Linked DNA regions of Mus musculus: region 1 is linked to region 2. A link is a contact called in public Hi-C data. All regions are on one chromosome and are shown on one strand. The core of a region is the stretch at or near the end of the contact, and the rest is flanking DNA. Distances in the headings are between cores, read along the strand shown. Region 1 has its middle 22 kb from the start of Gm34052. Region 2 has its middle 110 kb from the start of Gm26327.

Region 1 (4,018 bases), core at 1,376-3,875, 100 kb after region 2:
AGGAGGGGGTGACATAATTCCCTTCAAAGGGTCAGCCGGCTCTTTAGGGTGGGACCTAGTTTCCTATGGTTTGGTCTCTCACACTGATCACTATAGGAGTTAGGCACACATTCAGGTCCACATATGCAGGCAAATAAATACACATAAAATTTACTTTTTTTTTTTTTAAAGTTACTGCTCGATGTGCAGCTCTGTTTTCATGTGGGTTCCCCAACAACTGGAGTTGAGGGCTGTACCTAAGGCTGTTGCCTGTCTGTGGAATACATTCCCCTAGCTCAGTGGGAGAAGATGCACCTCACCCAGCAGGAACTTGAGGTGCCAGGGTGGGGGGAGACTCAGGGGAATCCTCTACCCTCTCAGAGGAGAAGGGAAGGAGGGGGTGGGAGTTAGGGGGATGGGGGAGGGACTGTGAGGGGGGCAGAAGGTTGAGTGATTATTTGGAAGAGTTTGGAGGGAAAAAAGGAAAAGAAGAAATGTTGTAATTATACTATAATCTCCAAAATAAAAAATAGAAAGAAAAAAAAATTACTGCTCATTCTATAGTCTGCTGTAAGTTAAACTAGAAATGATCTCAGACAGAATCCTACAGACCTAGTGACCACTGGTCCTCAGGAGGGGTTTCTTAAGCTCCTCCCCGCACACGCACTCTTTCAACTTAGGTTGGTATCCTAGCAAAATAGATTTGGGCAGGATTATCACAACAGGCCAGCAGTGAGTGATGTGCTGTGGGAGATGGGACAGGCTGGCTACCAAGGGATCTTGCCCTGGGAGGATTCTGATGTGATTCGGGATGCAGTTTATGCACAAGAAGAGTCGAGACTGTCAGAGTTACACTAATGCCGTGGAGTATACACTTTGCAAAGAGATATATAATCAGGGGAGGGATGAGATATAAAGACCCACGGGATAGGTAGAAAGGAAAGGTTAGTGGTAAGGAGCTCCAGACAGTAATTGCCTCATACTTGTGGCATATCATTTGGATTTCTAATAACACTTATTACTATTGATACTTCATAATATTTAATGTTGTATTTTGCAATTAAATGTCAAGGGAAACAAATCCTTTCATTAACACAAGACGATATTAGCCATGTATGGCAGCAGACACCTGTAAACCCAGCACTTGGAAGATGGAGGCGGTGTATCCAAAGTTCAAGGTCAGCCTAGGGTGCACAGCACGATCCTGTCTCCAAAATATTAAGAGCTAGAGTTGCAGTCCAGGGATTTAGTGCTTGCCACCAGAAAACAAAAACAAAACAAAACAAAAAACCCCTCTTCAACCCTGTTTAACACGAGTAGGTGTTCTGGGTGGATCACACAGCTGCCTTGCATTTCTGTAGTCTCTCTGCTACAGCTGTTAAGAGTAAATGCTGACTAACCTGTGGAGATCTTAAAATAAGACAAAACAAAACAATCATACCTTGGTCCCACCTTTCTAGGGCCTAGACCTGCTTATATATGGCAGGAAAACAAACAAACAAACAAACAAACAAACAAACAAACCCTCAAACCAACCAACCAACAAAAAAACCTATCACCTTGATTGTAGCCCAGCTAACCATGGAAGTGCATCTCAGCTTGAAGTAGCTTGAGTTTTAAAACTTTCTTCTTGGAAGAATAATTGTAATGAGCATAGTAAAGAAAAGAGTCTTTTAGACATGTAAAAATAGCTTAGTCAGGATCCCCACCACACCCAAGGCTGCATCTAATAACCGGACTCAGTGACATCACTCACTCAGGATAACCAGACACAGCCCTAGAACCCTATGACACTCACTGGATGGTATATTAGCAGACACCAAGAGCAATGCTCGTCTCTGCACATCTGGAGAGACGTCACCTTGATCTGCCTTGCGGTTGAAGAGTCTCCCTCAGGATCCTGACCCTTGAATCAAATACTAACACTGGACCTGACCTTTAGCTAAGTCGATCAGGTGAACAGCTTTGGGGAGATAGGATTAGGACCTTAGTTAGGAATTTAGGGTATGAACTTTGTGTAATAACCCTCAGCATAATAAAGTGTAACTGTTGCTATACTAACTATATGTATCTATCTTCTTGCCTGCAACAGTAATGTAGTATCAAAACGGTGGAGATATTTAGTATCGAATACTAAGCTTTCAAAAGAAACCTGCTATCATTGCTATGTACTTTGGTGCAAATATTGCAGTGGTAATAAACAAGTAGGTGGCATTGAAAAAAAGAGTAGATGCTGTGATTGCCATCTTACAGTTTTACATTTCTAGGTTTCTGCCATCCAGAGAGTTTCTGTAGAACCAAACCCTGGAGGCCTGAAAATCAACTCCAGCTTCACCTTTAACGTCTGTGACAATTTTGGTTTCAGTTTTCAGAACTTAACGGTTCTGAGTCTTGACTCAGGACACTTCTGGAAATCATCCTCAATTTATTGGTTTAGCCCTAGGTATAGGCTTAAATTTTCTCAACCCTAATTTTAATAATGGTTCTTACATGCTCGAACCTCCCTTCTAGCTCACTACCCACCAGAGGTAGTGGAAAAGGAAGGTTATTAAGGTACAGGGGAAATGGACCTGTTTAAAGATTGTTCTTTGGAGCAAACCCCATCTGCATTATCAGGAAATCAGTAGTTCAGTTCATAGGTCAGCAGCGGCAGCTTGATCTGCTCACAGACACTTCACAAATAGATCAGCAGTCCAGTTCAGTAGTGTCATGACCTAGCAGAAAGAGTTGGTTCTTAGCTGAATTGGATGGATTCAGCAGGAGGGATTAGGACCCGCAAGGATAACAGGGGAAATTCTTTGCTGTGCCTCTCTCAACAAATCAGAAATTAGGAAAGACACAAGATAAAGAAACAAGCAAGCCCCTTATCACTGTCCCTTAGGTCCTATTTATACTCCCTCCAAACATCACATGTTCTCCATGGGTCTTGCCTCAATACATGAGTCTGTCTTAGCCTCATCATGTGTCTTGCTCAACACATGAGTCTGTCTTAGCAAAATTCCAAGAGAGTCTATATCAGCTGACATCACTCTGCTAACTGATCTAAGTCTGCAGAAGTGGCAAGAAGCCACAGGAACCTTATGAAAAGTTTTTGGGGTGCATTTCTTTCTATGGAGTCACAACAAATGGAGCTCAAAAAATGTGCATGTAAGGAGAACCAATACGGTGCATGTCATTAGCGAAGAGTCCTTCATCATTCGACCTTTCACATGCTTGCCTTAGCGAAACATCCTTTCATCTGTGTCTACTTCAGCTAAATGTTCCTTCACCTGTCTGCTTTGGCAAAACACCAAGTAACACAATCGACTTTCCAAAGAATCTAGATGTTTCCACTTCACCCAGGCTTGACAGTTGTTTTAAGAGTAATACTTTTGGTGATTAAGTATTCTTTCTATTAAAGAATTGTACATTAACAAGAAATTAAATTCTGAAGGTTTAAATTTTAGAATGTAAATTATAATTAATAATCTTGAAGGATTTTTAATGAAAATTGAGATTACTATTTCAGTTATTCATATATTTATATATTTGTAACTACCTATAATAAATGTATATATAATTGTAACTGAAATTGTGTATTTGAGGCAATGAGTACTGTGAAATCCAGTGATCTAGCACCATCTTAGGACAGAACTTCTAGAATAGTGAATTTAAACTTTTAAAATTATGTATTTGGGCCTAGGGAATCAGTTTACTCCCTCCTGTTAGCAATCACCGACTGATGCCTAGCACAAAAGAGGTTTAGGGTTCTGTTTGAAATGGTTTGCTGAGAGGCAAGGCTCAGTATTAGGCACAACTTGTCTATGTTTCAGGATTAAGAATAAATACAGCAAAAGTCAGGAAACACAGATGTTTTCCCCATTCCTAATATTTTGGAGCATGTTGAACTGATTGTCTAGCAAAAGAGCAAGAAGTATAGTTGAGAATGTCAGGGAATGTAAATTAATTTGATCACTACGGAAATACATATGGTGGTTCCTAAAAATGAATCTGAAATTGGACATAGTGTTCCATGCCTAGAGTCTCAGCACTTGGAAGA
Region 2 (4,649 bases), core at 240-2,739:
CTCTTACCCGCTGAGCCATCTCACCAGCCCCCAAGCATCCTCAAGATGCTTACCTCCTCCCCCTCATATCTCTTGTTCAAGCCCTTGATGTTAGTTTGACAGCTCTAAGGTCCAAACTCTGCTATTGTGTCTGGTCTTATTCCACACCTAGAGAGAAGAATATTGAATTGTGATCTGTTGAAGGGCTGACCCAGAGAATGATGAAATGGAAGGAAACCGATCTACAAGCTCTTATTTTTCTGGTTGTGTTAGAGATCTGGGTCTTCCTAGAGTAGGATGTCCCCAGGGTTGTGGCATGCTGGGATGATCTCTAAAACTGGCTCAGAACAATCAGGGATACTGAACTGTGGGGAGTCCTTTTCTGAGACAGAAGGAAAGTTAACCCCTTGGTAGCCTAGGTTCTTCCCCTCTTTGGCTACTACTATCCATTGGAGCCTTGTTTCTCTTGGCACCCTGTCTCATACAGTTTCTAAAGCAGCAGATGAGTAGCATTGCAAAAATCACTACCAATCAGGTCTTGGTTCAGTATTAAAATGCTCCCGACATAGGAGACAGTTATTCTGGTGACACCTCTCCCTTATAAAAAGAAAAAGGGGGATTTGTGGGGCAGTGGGCTGTGCACAGACAGCCTGGTCTCCAGTCAAGCAAAGGTCTGGAAACCCGGGGACCCGATGGGTAGTGATTTCCACCTACATGGGACAGAAGGTGTTCGATTATGTCTCCTGGGCCCCTGACTCCTGTTGAAATTACCGCCCCCACAGCCCCCCCCCCAGGAGAGGTGTGTGGCTATCAGTCATGTAGGAGCAGCACCAAGCCTTCCCACATGCAAATAAGGTTTCCCCCAAGCTCTCAGTCCAAGCCAATGAGAAGTACCTGCTGTCGAACCCTGAATCACCCCCAAAACTCTCTATAAGTTCGATCCAGGGAATTAAAGGTGTGGGAGAACTACTCCATCGTCTGAGTCTTTTGTTCCAAGAGCTGTAACACTTGGGAAGAGATCTGCTCTCCCAAAGTGTCGCCTGAGGTTCCACCACACTCCTCACTAGATTGTCTGCCCAGCCTGACCAGACTCAGTGCAGTGTGACCGACTGAGTGACCTGGAAGGCAGGGCAGAGGCTTTGCCTCCCTGCCCGCACTTACTTCCCTTCCCTGGAACCCTCACACCAGGCCTGGCCAGAGATCTCCTGGAAAACCTCTGGTACTCAGGCCCACATATCTATCTGTAAGTGAAGCATGGCTCTCCAAAATGACTTGCTGGTTTGGGGAAAGTAGACACTGAGTAAGTGAGACCTGTGAGTGACACACTAGGAACTGAAGAAGGCGGTTCTCAAACATAGCTGTAAAGTCACCGTTAGTCACCCGAGTCTACCTTAGTCACCTAAAGGGAGACTCAGGGAGTTTTAGTAGACAGGGCTTTTTCTAGGTGGCATTGGCTTTTCTCTAGAGCCTCTGACCTTCTCACTGAAATGTGCAATGTTCCACAAGCTTCTATGAGTTTTTGTTTTGTTTCAGTCCTGGGGAATTGGACTTTGGAGCCTTACACAAGCTAGCCCTGTGCCTCCAGACTTCTTTCATTTGCCATGGCTTTCAAGAATTTAGTGCTATCAGAAACCAGCAGCAAGGCCCCAGACTTCAGTTTCCCATCCCTCAGCCTTACTTCTTGATTATTCATAGCATTTCTCCCTCTGTCATCTTGCTAATAATCCTTCCTTCTTTCCTGAGAGGTAACACTAGCTCACAGCTCCAGCTACTGTTAAAATAATTGGTGAGCTTAAAATAAATTCAGTGATGCCCAGGCCAAGGAAATCAGTCTCTCAGGGTGAGGAAGGTCAGCTGGGGCTAAGGCATCCTCCAGACACTATGGTTGTAGTAGCCCAACGTTCCTTAAGTGACCTCCCAGGGATGCCATGTAACATGGAAGGCGGAGGGGGAGGGGCAAGATTCTTTGGGGGTCCAGCCCCATCCCATTTTCACCCTGCACCCTCAGCCTGCTGCCCCATTTCCTCTGAGTGTGGGAAAGGTCCCGTGCCATGTGTTCAGTGTATCAGCCAGAGAATAGAAATACCCCATGAGTCAGATTCAGGGGCTTCATGAACAGGCTTAGCCACTGGGAGCTTTGGTGTCTCTTCAGGAGGCTAGAGGTGCAGAGACAGAGGGACCTGGTAGTGACAGGCAGACAGGCTCGTTCTGAATTCATTTCAAACTCACTCAAGTGTTAGCTGCTTCTTTTTTTTTAATTATTTTTTTTTTGCAAAAATCCTGCTTCTCATTAAAATGACTTGTTGAAAATTACAATCTTTTGTCAAGCACATCTCAAAAATGACCTTTCTTCATTGTAATTGCTATAGATATTCACTTTCCTAGGCTGTGGGCTGCACTCTTGGGGACAAGTTTTAATAGAAAAAAAAAAAGTACTAGGTATTGCTTTCAAAGTTTTTTTTTAATTGCCTAAATTAATAATGCCCTCACCCATAAGGGACAAATGAATTGGAACTCTCTCTAAAGGATTGAATCTCCAGTTATCTTGTTCTGATTACTTTGTGCATTCATTTTAGAAACCAGAAGGATCTAGAAGGTCACCTCTCCTTACTGTTGCCCCACCTTGTCCACTCCATCTTCTTCTAGCCTATGACTGGGATGGGTTTGGTTGGAACAACAAAAACAAAATGCAAAAGACAAAACAAAACAAAACAAAAAAACAAAAAAAAAAATGAGAAGGAAAGTCCCTGGCTTCTCCAGAGTGTTAGAGCCAGGTTCCCCCATAGACTGGACATTGTTTGTTATAGTAGACTTCTGTCTGGCTTTATCCCAAGAAACAGCTGGCCTGAGGGAAATTACAGACAAAGAGAACATGAGCATTTTGTATTTTGCTGCTAGGTAAGCCACCTGGCTTCACCATTTTGCAGACTCTTTTTAAAAAAATATCTGGCTTTTTTTTTTTAATGTGCATATCTCCCACAGTAGGACCTTAACTACAATACCTTAAAACCATTCAAAGCTCCCACATTTACAACAGCAATAACAACAAAACATTTATCTTTAGTCTCCTTAGGGGAAGGCACAGGACTGAGGTGACATGTTTTTTTTTTTTTTTAAGATGTCTAAGATGTTCAGATTAAAGAAACAGTAGCGTTCCTGACTTTGAGCTGTCTGTCCATTTACATGATGAAGAGATGGAATCTTTGCTAAATTGGGCAGCTAGGCTGATGAAACAAGTTGACTTGTACCACTTAATGGTCAAATTCATTGCTTAATACAAAGATGAGTTTTATAATAGGCAGCCTCCTAGAGTTTTGAGAACACCATAGCCAAGAGATCTTTCAAATGTTATTATGTACTGAATACCCTGGGGTTTTGAGAAATATTGATTTGAAATTATCAAAAGTGCCAAAAGACTCACCAGTGCAAAAAAGCAAAAACAATTAAATGCTCATCTCTAGGCTCTAGTGCTTTTTCCCTTTAGACAAAGATCAGACAGATTTTTTTTCCCTTTCCCCCCCTTTTTTTCCCCAAGTAATAGTTCCTCAAAGATGCTTAATGATTTTATTTCTTATAGGTATGTAGCTTAAATATTTTTTATCTTAAATTTGATGTCAGAGTAACAAGATTACAGAAGATAGCATAATGTGATTGGAAGAGGTATGGTCTCAGTAGATTAAAGCATACCAAATTGTCATTAGAGTTTTGAAAAGGCAGCTTTCTTTCTTTCTTTCTTTCTTTCTTTCTTTCTTTCTTTCTTTCTTTCTTTCTTTCTTTCTTTCTTTCTTTCTTTCTTTCTTCCTTCCTTCCTTCCTTCCTTCCTTTCTTTCTTTCTTTCTTATCTATGTATTTATGTATTTATGCATTTATGCATTTGTTTATCCTGTTAAAAAGTTTTATTTTTACTTGGTCCAAGACTTGGGAGAGGCTCCAAGGCAGTTACAAAGCTGCCTAGTGCCTTTAGAGATTCATTCAGGTAGAGGTCTTGTGATTGGCTGCTGCAGAGCAGAGGAGGGAGCCCCTTGGAAGGTGAGGAGGCCTTTTAGTCGCGCTAGACAGTGAGGCGCTCAAAGACACAGTCACCCAGAGATAGTTGGAGCACGCCTGTCTGCGCTGGTTGTGGCCCCGCCAGCCTACGGAGGTTGGCCAGGTGGTTGCCCACCTTCTTGATGAACTTCACCTCCTTATCCAGGAAGTGGCTTTCCAGGAAGTCATAGAGATGAGGATCTGTGCGGGCAGAACCCAGGGCATGCAGATCCAAGGGGGCCTGGTTCAGGTTCTTCTCCAAGGCTAAGGCAGTTTCCATGGTCTCCTGTCTTGTCTTGAGATGGCTTCTGTATACCCTGGAAGAGTGTGAGGCTCCAGAGTTCATTCTGAAACTTGAGGAGACTCTCGGTGCCCTTGATGCTTCTCTGCCAATTTAAAGAAGTGGCCTACACCTTCCAGAGCCACGTCATCCCAATCAAAATCGTAGCCTAGAGAGGTAGGTGTAGGAAGCCTGCAGGTGCGAGTTGACCAGGCGACAGGGCAGTTTCTACTTTGGTGGAATAATTCTGATGAATCTGAGAGGTCATAGCTGATCCGGTGTATGCGTTAACCACGAAGAGACGGTGCAGACTGGTCCGAAGGCGGCAAGGAGATGGTCCGGGGGGCTGCGACTGGAGAGACTG

What was found. A called contact is a pair of places that touch in the nucleus more often than the background predicts.
Region 1: a Hi-C map of liver shows a contact between it and region 2, with 2.7 times the contacts expected there. The contact joins two enhancer-like sites. A contact is called at or near these places in 7 of 484 Hi-C or Micro-C datasets (cochlea, embryonic fibroblasts, embryonic stem cells and 3 more).

The regions. Positions count from the first base shown.
Region 1 is chr7:39,839,581-39,843,598 of GRCm38.p6, forward strand. No RefSeq gene overlaps it. Among named protein-coding and RNA genes, the nearest start is that of Gm34052, 22 kb to the right of the region's middle. Within about 2 kb of position 2,626, at least 3 of the 459 cell types and tissues checked have an H3K27ac peak or open chromatin away from gene starts, as enhancers often do. A contact at or near this core is called in liver, where this site is marked.
Region 2 is chr7:39,735,977-39,740,625 of GRCm38.p6, forward strand. It overlaps the pseudogene Gm9230. Among named protein-coding and RNA genes, the nearest start is that of Gm26327, 110 kb to the left of the region's middle. Within about 2 kb of position 1,490, at least 3 of the 459 cell types and tissues checked have an H3K27ac peak or open chromatin away from gene starts, as enhancers often do. A contact at or near this core is called in liver, where this site is marked.